Linked DNA regions of Rattus norvegicus: region 2 is linked to region 1. The links are chromatin contacts, called in public Hi-C maps. All regions are on one chromosome and are shown on one strand. Each heading gives the region's core, a stretch centred on a gene start, on an enhancer-like site or on the middle of the called end of the contact. The rest is flanking DNA. Distances are from core to core; before and after follow the strand shown. Region 1 has its middle 74 kb from the start of C2h3orf80. Region 2 holds the start of C2h3orf80 (similar to human chromosome 3 open reading frame 80).

Evidence for each region. A called contact is a pair of places that touch in the nucleus more often than the background predicts.
Region 2: a Hi-C map of prefrontal cortex shows a contact between it and region 1, with 2.4 times the contacts expected there. The contact joins the promoter of C2h3orf80 here to the enhancer-like site in region 1. A contact is called at or near these places in 2 of 12 Hi-C or Micro-C datasets (frontal cortex and prefrontal cortex).

Annotation. Positions count from the first base shown.
Region 1 is chr2:155,359,173-155,363,011 of GRCr8, forward strand. No RefSeq gene overlaps it. Among named protein-coding and RNA genes, the nearest start is that of C2h3orf80, 74 kb to the right of the region's middle. Within about 2 kb of position 1,364, at least 18 of the 93 cell types and tissues checked have an H3K27ac peak or open chromatin away from gene starts, as enhancers often do. A contact at or near this core is called in prefrontal cortex, where this site is marked.
Region 2 is chr2:155,432,825-155,436,645 of GRCr8, forward strand. C2h3orf80 (similar to human chromosome 3 open reading frame 80) reads left to right here and starts at 2,463. Exons shown (of 1, transcript NM_001399852.1): 1 at 2,463-3,821. The coding sequence starts at 2,827. The coding sequence ends at 3,570.

The DNA.
Region 1 (3,839 bases), core at 114-2,613:
AGATTATAGGCATGCTCTGTTTTGCATGGTACCTGTGAAGGATTTTCTTAGCAAATATCTGAAAACCTATGTATGACCGTGAGAAGGTGTTACACAAACCCAATCTTAGCTGAAAAGCAATGCCCTTCCAAAGGTTCAGTGTCTTAAAAGACAAAGGGAGAAGGAGCCGTCTAGATTAGAGAGTCTAAGAAACAGACATGGCACTTGATGTAACCTGAGAGCCTGGATCCGGATCCTGTTTTAGAAAAATGGAGTTCTGAATGTCTGGTTTCAATCCTTGTACTGTGGTTACAAGGTGTTGACATTTAGAGATTGAAATGTGGGAGTTTTGCCATTTATTTTAAAATCTGAAGGTGCTTCAAAACTAAAAGGTAAAAAAGAAAAATCCTCAGACCCTGATAAAACCAGGAAAAAAAAAGAGACACCAGAGCAAATGGAATCAAACAAAGGTGATTTAGAATGACAAGAAATATTTGTTCTCTCAGTGAACAGGCTTTCTGCAGGCCAGTGGCTGTCAGGGAAGTGCAGATGGTATTATGAGGAGGCAGCCTTGGTGGAGGTTAGCAGTGTGCAGCTACACTGTTGAATGCTGTGTCGGGGGTCACTAGGAGTTGGACCATAGAAAGAAATGAACAATAAAAACCAGTATTTAAGCCAGGTGGTGGTGGCACATGCCCCTTGACTCAGGAGGCAGAGTCAAGTGGATCTCTGAACTCAAGGCTAACCTGGTCTACAGAGTGAATCCCAGGACAGCCAGGGCTACACAAGCCAGGGCTACACAGAAAAATCCTTTCTCAAAAAAAAAAAAAAAAAACAGGATGTGTTAAAGATGGCGCCCAACACCATTACCAAACCCTGAAGGAGAAGGGCCCTGTGGAAAGAATGAACCAGTGACAGAAACAGTCAGGAAAGTGTGGTTGGTGGGACAGAGAGGGAAGCAGGAAGCTGGAAGTTGGCCAAGGGACAGTCCAAGGCTTTGGGAACATCTGGGAGGACGTGGTTAAAGATGGGTAAGTAGCAGGGAAAAGCTGAGGCTAGGAACACAGTGAAAGGGTGAACGGCAGGAGCTTCATCCCTCGGCACGAGGAGCTGAGTTTCCTTGTGGATGCCTAGGCTGAGGGGCTGAGTCCCTGAGAGTTAGAGACAGAGCGGTAGAATGTTGGGAGCAGATGCACACTGAGATCATGCTGAATGTGAAGAGGGAAAATGATAGCTTCTTGGAAGGCAGGGGAGGGTATTGACTTGTCAGCCAGTGTTACCTTGGCAACAAGAAGGTAGCAAGCAGAGCTGAAAGGCTGTAGCCAGTGATGTAGAAACTACACAGGCAGGGTCTGGAGGCTGAGCACCAGGGCTGAACTGGTGTTCTTTTTGCCTTCTCTGTCTCAGGTCACCGCTCTGAGCCACATTGTGCAACCACAGCAATGGGAGAATCCCCAGGAGCTGGAGATGTATTTCTACTTTGCTTTACCCAAGAAAAGCTCTAACAAAGGCCAGAATCTCAGAAAGTCCAAGGCCTATTTTGGTCTTTATTATCCAGTCTGAAGTGGTTTGGTTACAGGCAAGGCTAACTGCTGCACTCTATAGCATCTTTTCTAAACAGATTAATTCAGAGATCTTTTCTCTCCCGTGAAATGTTGACAGAAACGCTGCGTGCATTGGCTACAGAGCTAACGCTTCCCGTGAGTGGTGGCTGTGAGCACTCAAAGGGGAAGCAGGAAGTGGAACTAAGAGACGTCTCTTTCCTGGGACAGTGCTTCAGACTTGGGGAGCTGATTCAGTGAAGTGGCCAAGCCCAGCAAAAGGGAAAATGCATGTAGCCTGAACCCAAGACCAACAAAGTCCACACTGGAGACAAACTTTTAGCAATTAAGTGGTGCTCGAACAATTAGCCAGCACTGAGTCAAGATGCTGACCTGTTTGAGAGAATGTGTGTGCACAGAGTGTCAGTATGCAAAGAGTGTGTCAGCATGCAGTGTGTCAGCATGCAGAGAGTGTGTCAGCATGCAGAGAGTGTGTCAGCATGCAGAGAGTGTGTCAGCATGCAGTGTGTCAGCATGCAGAGAGTGTGTCAGCATGCAGAGAGTGTGTCAGCATGCAGAGAGTGTGTCAGTATGCAGAGAATGTGTCAGTACACAGAGAGTGTGTCAGCATGCAGTGTGTCAGCATGCAGAAAGTGTGTCAGCATGCAGAGAGTGTGTCAGCATGCAGAGAGTGTGTCAGCATGCAGAGAGTGTGTCAGCATGCAGAGAGTGTGTCAGCATGCAGGAGTGTGTCAGCATGCAGAAAGTGTCAGCATGCAGAGTGTGTCAGCATGCAGAGAGTGTGTCAGCATGCAGAGAGTGTGTCAGTATGCAGAGAGTGTGTCAGTACGCAGAGAGTGTGTCAGCATGCAGTGTGTCAGCATGCAGAGAGTGTGTCAGCATGCAGAGAGTGTGTCAGCACGCAGAGAGTGTGTCAGCACGCAGAGAGTGTGTCAGCATGCAGAGAGTGTGTCAGCATGCAGAGAGTGTGTCAGCATGCAGAGAGTGTGTCAGCATGCAGAGAGTGTGTCAGCATGCAGAGAGTGTCAGCATACAGAGAGTGTGTCAGCATGCAGAGAGTGTGTCAGCATACAGAGAGTGTGTCAGCATGCAGAGAGTGTGTCAGCATGCAGAGAGTGTGTCAGCATGCAGAAAGTGTGTCAGCATGCAGAGAGTGTGTCAGCATGCAGAGAGTGTGTCAGCATGCAGAGAGAGTGTCAGCATGCAGAGAGTGTGTCAGCATGCAGGAGTGTGTCAGCATGCAGAAAGTGTCAGCATGCAGAGTGTGTCAGCATGCAGAGAGTGTGTCAGTATGCAGAGAGAGTCTATAAATGTGCAATCTGTGAGAAGGGAGGGACAGGCAACAGTCACAGTGGCTACAACATGAAGCCATCTGTGGATAAGCAAATTTTTACTTTTAATTCTTTTCTTTCCTTTTATTGAAAGTATCGTTCTTATCTAATGTATCCTGATTATGCCCCCCCTCAACTTCTCCTTACTTCCCATCCCATCCAGATCCACCACAACTTCTCTTTTTTGAAAAGAAATAGGCTTCTTAGGAATAATAATAAAGCAAGATAAAATAACTAACACATCAGAATAGAGCAGAACAAACAAACAAGAAGAGCCCAAGAAAAGGAGCAAGAAACAGATGCAGAGAACCACTTGCTTGTGCACTCAGGAATCCCATAAAAACACTCATCTATACGCAAAGGACCTGTATGGCTTACGTGATGGTTTGTATATGCTTGGCCCAGGAAGTGGCACTATTGGAGGTGTGGCCTTGTTGGAGTGGGTGTGTCACTGTGGGTGTGGGGCTTCAAGACCCTCATCCTAGCTGCCTGAAAGTCAATCTTCCACTAGCAGCCTTCAGATGAAGATGTAGAACTCTCAGCTCTGCCTGCACCATGCCTGCCTGGATGCTGCCATGTCCCTGCCTTGATGATAATGGACTGAACTTCTGAACCTGTAAGCCAGCCCCAATTAAATGTTGTCCTTTTAAGAATTGCCTTGGTCATGGTGTCTGTTCACAGCAGTAAAAACCCTAACTAAGACAGTGTGTGTGTGTGTGTGTGTGTGTGCACGCGCGCGTGTGTGTGAGTGTGTGTGTGAGTGTGTGTGTGTGTGTGTGTGTGATATTAATTTAGAAACAAAACATGGAAACCCCTGACACATTAATTAGACAAGGAAGCGTCAAAGCTGCCACTGAATTTATTTTCTGCTGGCGTCTCCTGCTGGGCACGCAGCCTACCCTTAAGAGTAGTTTGTTTACCCAGTGAAACTCCCTTGGCCTAAATTCAATCTTCATCTGCCAGTGCT
Region 2 (3,821 bases), core at 1,213-3,712, 75 kb after region 1:
TGAAACGTGTAATTAGCTTCTATCTTCCTGCTCTATTTATTTGTATGTTAGATGTAAACAAAAGAATCTGAGGAATGAATGCAGCTCTTGCGAGGCTTTATATGCACGTGCTCAGATTGCTTTTCCTCCCTTCCAAAAGTTGCACACAATACATTCATCACATTGCAGATAAAAATGGATTAGGTGAAACCAAGGGCCCCGAGAATAAAGAGTTTCTGCCGAGGGATCTAAGAGATGACACTTTGGGACTATCAGTTTGGAAAGCAAAGAATAAAAACTCCATTTTATATTCGCTTTTCAGAGCTCATCCTTTGTTTTCATGGAAGCAAGGCGTCTCCGTGTTTTATTTTAGACCAGGCCTGTATTCTTTAACTGTGTCCTAAAATTCTGCCAACAAAAATCTAACTCATTAAAAGAAGACAGAAGGGCTGGGGATTTAGCTCAGTGGTAGGGCGCTTACCTAGGAAGCGCAAGGCCCTGGGTTCGGTCCCCAGCTCCGAAAAAAAAGAACCAAAAAAAAAAAAAAAAAAAAAAAAGAAGACAGAGAAGAAACAGGTTAAATGTTGATGTTTAGGGGACCAGTGAGATGGTTTGAACTGTAAAAGGCCAGAAATGTGAGTTTGATTCCTGGGACTCACATGGGGGAAGAAGATATACCTCCCCCATAAATATATAAAACGTGATTTAAATGTTTAATGCCTTTGTTTCAAATTTCAAAACACCACCAGGCAGGCCACCCTTCTCTTTCATCAATCACAGAATCCCCCAACAAACACACTTTCCTCCTGCTGTTGCTTCTGCTGGCACTTGATTGTAAAGGCCCAAGGAGACTCTGCCGTTCTTTCATTTGTCCTTCCAGCCCATCTTGTCTTGAACTTCCCCTAGCCTGAGACTATTAAACACACCAAGTTTATCTTTGCTTTAGGCAAGTTATGAAGAAGGAAGACGTTTGGCATTTGTTCCCTCTGTTTAACTGAAATTGGGTATGCAGAAATGGGGTCACACCATTCTTGGGAGGCTATTTATTTATTTATTATCAATTAGCAGGGTTCCCGAATACAGAACATACTCAGTATACCTTCTCAATGTAAGTACAGCAAAAAGATACCGGCACTGTATCAAAAAAAAAAAAAAAAAAATCTCTTCCATCCCCCTAACTTGCTATAGCTTGAAAGCATTGGTTTTTTTTGTTTGTTTGTTTTGTTTTGTTTTGTTTTTTTAAGCTTTATGGGTGGACTAGGCCTCAGTCCTTCCCCGTGGATCATGGCCAGAGAATGTTTTGGCTTCATAAGAACTTAGTAAAGTCCTGTGCTTAAGGAAGTTTCACAGACACTTTTCCTAGAAGAGACAGCATCATTCTGAAGTTCAAGCAAAGCAAGGTGCTCCCACCCAAAGAAGTATTAGAAGACTTTTCATTTAGGCTGGGCCATGGCCCATCTCCATCAACCCACTCCATCTCCATCAACCCCACCCCTACCCATCCCGTTCTGCTTGTTCGACTTCTCTATTCAGGAGAGAAAGCTTGGCTCATGGCTGAGTCTGTTCCGGCACTTTATATCCGTTTACTTATTTTCTCACACCAACCTTCAAATTTCCCTGTTAGTTTTTCTCTTCAGTGAGTCCTTCTGCGTGTGTCTGTTTTATACTGCCTCAATCAAAGTGGCTTTCTCAGGGGGGGCTCCATCACCCAGCAGATGTGCCTAAAGGGTCTGGATGTGCTGAGCCTTTCTCCAGGGGTTGGTGGCATGAACGTAAACTGCCCGAAGAACTAAGTAGAAACAGTGCTTGTTTCCTTTAAAGTAAGATTTTGCAAACAAAAATAACCTTGAAAAAGACCTTCAGATAGTGCTCAGGAACTTTGCCAACCGCTTCCCGCTCCCCTCCGCCATCACAGATAGGCTATTTATGCTGCAGGAGGGAGCCCCTGCACCCCACAATTCTGCTATCCCTCTTTGGGCAAAGGAAAGCCAAGATCTGAGTTGGTGAGCCTCTGGGAAATAGGGGGTCTTCTCTCCTTGATGAGCTGAGTCACCTCAACAGAGTGCTTCTCTGTCCCTCTGGGGCTACTTCTGTGGCTGTAACTTGAGCCTCTCCAAAGAATTCTTACCTGTTCTGGAGTTCCTTAGGGTCCCGGCTCCCCAACAACCTGGACCTACCTGTCAGCAGAACTATCCAGCAGTTCCCACCCTTAGGGCAGCAATGAGGCTGCACTGGCCATTAGTGGCCATCATTCATTTTTAATCAGAAAGATCACAAGAAAGACTGTAAGCGGAACCCGGTCCGAGTCAATTTAAATAATATTCCCGGGGAAATCCAATCACTTAAAACTGAGACACCTACGCTAGTGAGAGAGAGCGCCCCGCCCGTCTGGCCGGGAAGAGCGCGCTGGCTGAATTAATCAAGATCAAGGGGCTCCGGGGCTGAGAGCTCAGCCTTAACCCTTCCAGCGCCGCGGGGTACCCAGGTGCCGGAAGAAGAGCGTGGCCGGCGACGGCCGAGATGCCCAGAGAGACCCAGCGCCAGCCTGCTCTGTTCATCCCGGCGGCTCCGCACGCTTCTCCCGGGACCCTGGCACCCGGGCGGCCCTCGGACTCCAGGTCACAGGTTCCCGAGGCGGCGACAGCGGTGAGCAGCAGCCGCCTCCCGCAGCCTCGGCGCGTCCCGGGCTCCTCCTCCCTCTCCAGCGTGGCCAAGTGAGCACCGCTCGGGCCGCAGGTAGCCGAGGCGCGGGAGGCGGCGCGCGCGGGACCCATCGGCAGCAGCGCCCGGGCCAGACGGAGCTCCGAGCCTTGCGGTCCCGGACCCCGGCGGAGATCCGCGCTGGCCATGTGGGGTCCCGGGGTCACCACCGAGGGCCTGTCGGTGGCTCCAGCGCCGCCGCCGCTGCTGCCTCTGCTGCTGCTGCTGGCGCTGGCGTTGGTGGCGCCCTCCCGGGGCGGCGGGGGCTGCGCGGAGCTGGCGTGCGGCGAGCGGGAGCGCTGCTGCGACTCGGCCAACGCCACGGCCGTGCGCTGCTGCAAGCTGCCGCTCCACGCCTTCCTAGACAACGTGGGCTGGTTCGTCCGCAAGCTCTCTGGGCTGCTCATCCTGCTGGTGCTCTTCGCCATCGGCTACTTCCTGCAGCGCATCATCTGCCCCAGCCCACGCAGGTACCCGCGTGGCCAGGCGCGACCTGGCCAGGCGCGACCGGGGCCTCCCGGGGGTGCCGGACCGCCGGGGACAGCGGGGCCACCCGACGACGACGACGACTCGCCCGCTCTGCTGCGCGATGAGGTGGCGGCGGGCTCGCAGGACTCACTGCTGGACAGTGGCGGTGGTCGGGGCCGAGGAGGTGGCGGACGCCTGCCCCCATCCAGCGTTTCGGAGCACGAACTGCGGGTGGTGTCACCGGTCTTTCTCCAGCTGCCCAGCTACGAGGAGGTCAAGTACCTTCCCACCTATGAGGAATCCATGCGGCTGCAGCAGCTCAACCCGGCGGAGGTCGTGTTGCCGGTGTCGGTGCTCGGCCGCCCGCGAGGCGGCAGTGCCGGGGACCCCGACGGCGGCCAGGGCCGTTTCCCGCTCATCTGAGTGCAGGGAGCCTCACGGGGATCGCCGGGACCGTACAAGATTGGGGGCTGTGGGTGGCACTCAACTGCAGGTGTGTTGGCAGCCGTCACTGACTGCCTCTGATCACACCTAGCATCCCCGCACAACCTGTAGCCTGGCGCCTAAGTCGGGGTCAGCCCCCTCCCTCTCGCTTCCCGGGGAATCTGTGGTTTTCTATGTTTCTTTGGGCTCAAGGCTAGGCAGCTCGGCGAGGCAATGGCTTTGGATTAGCC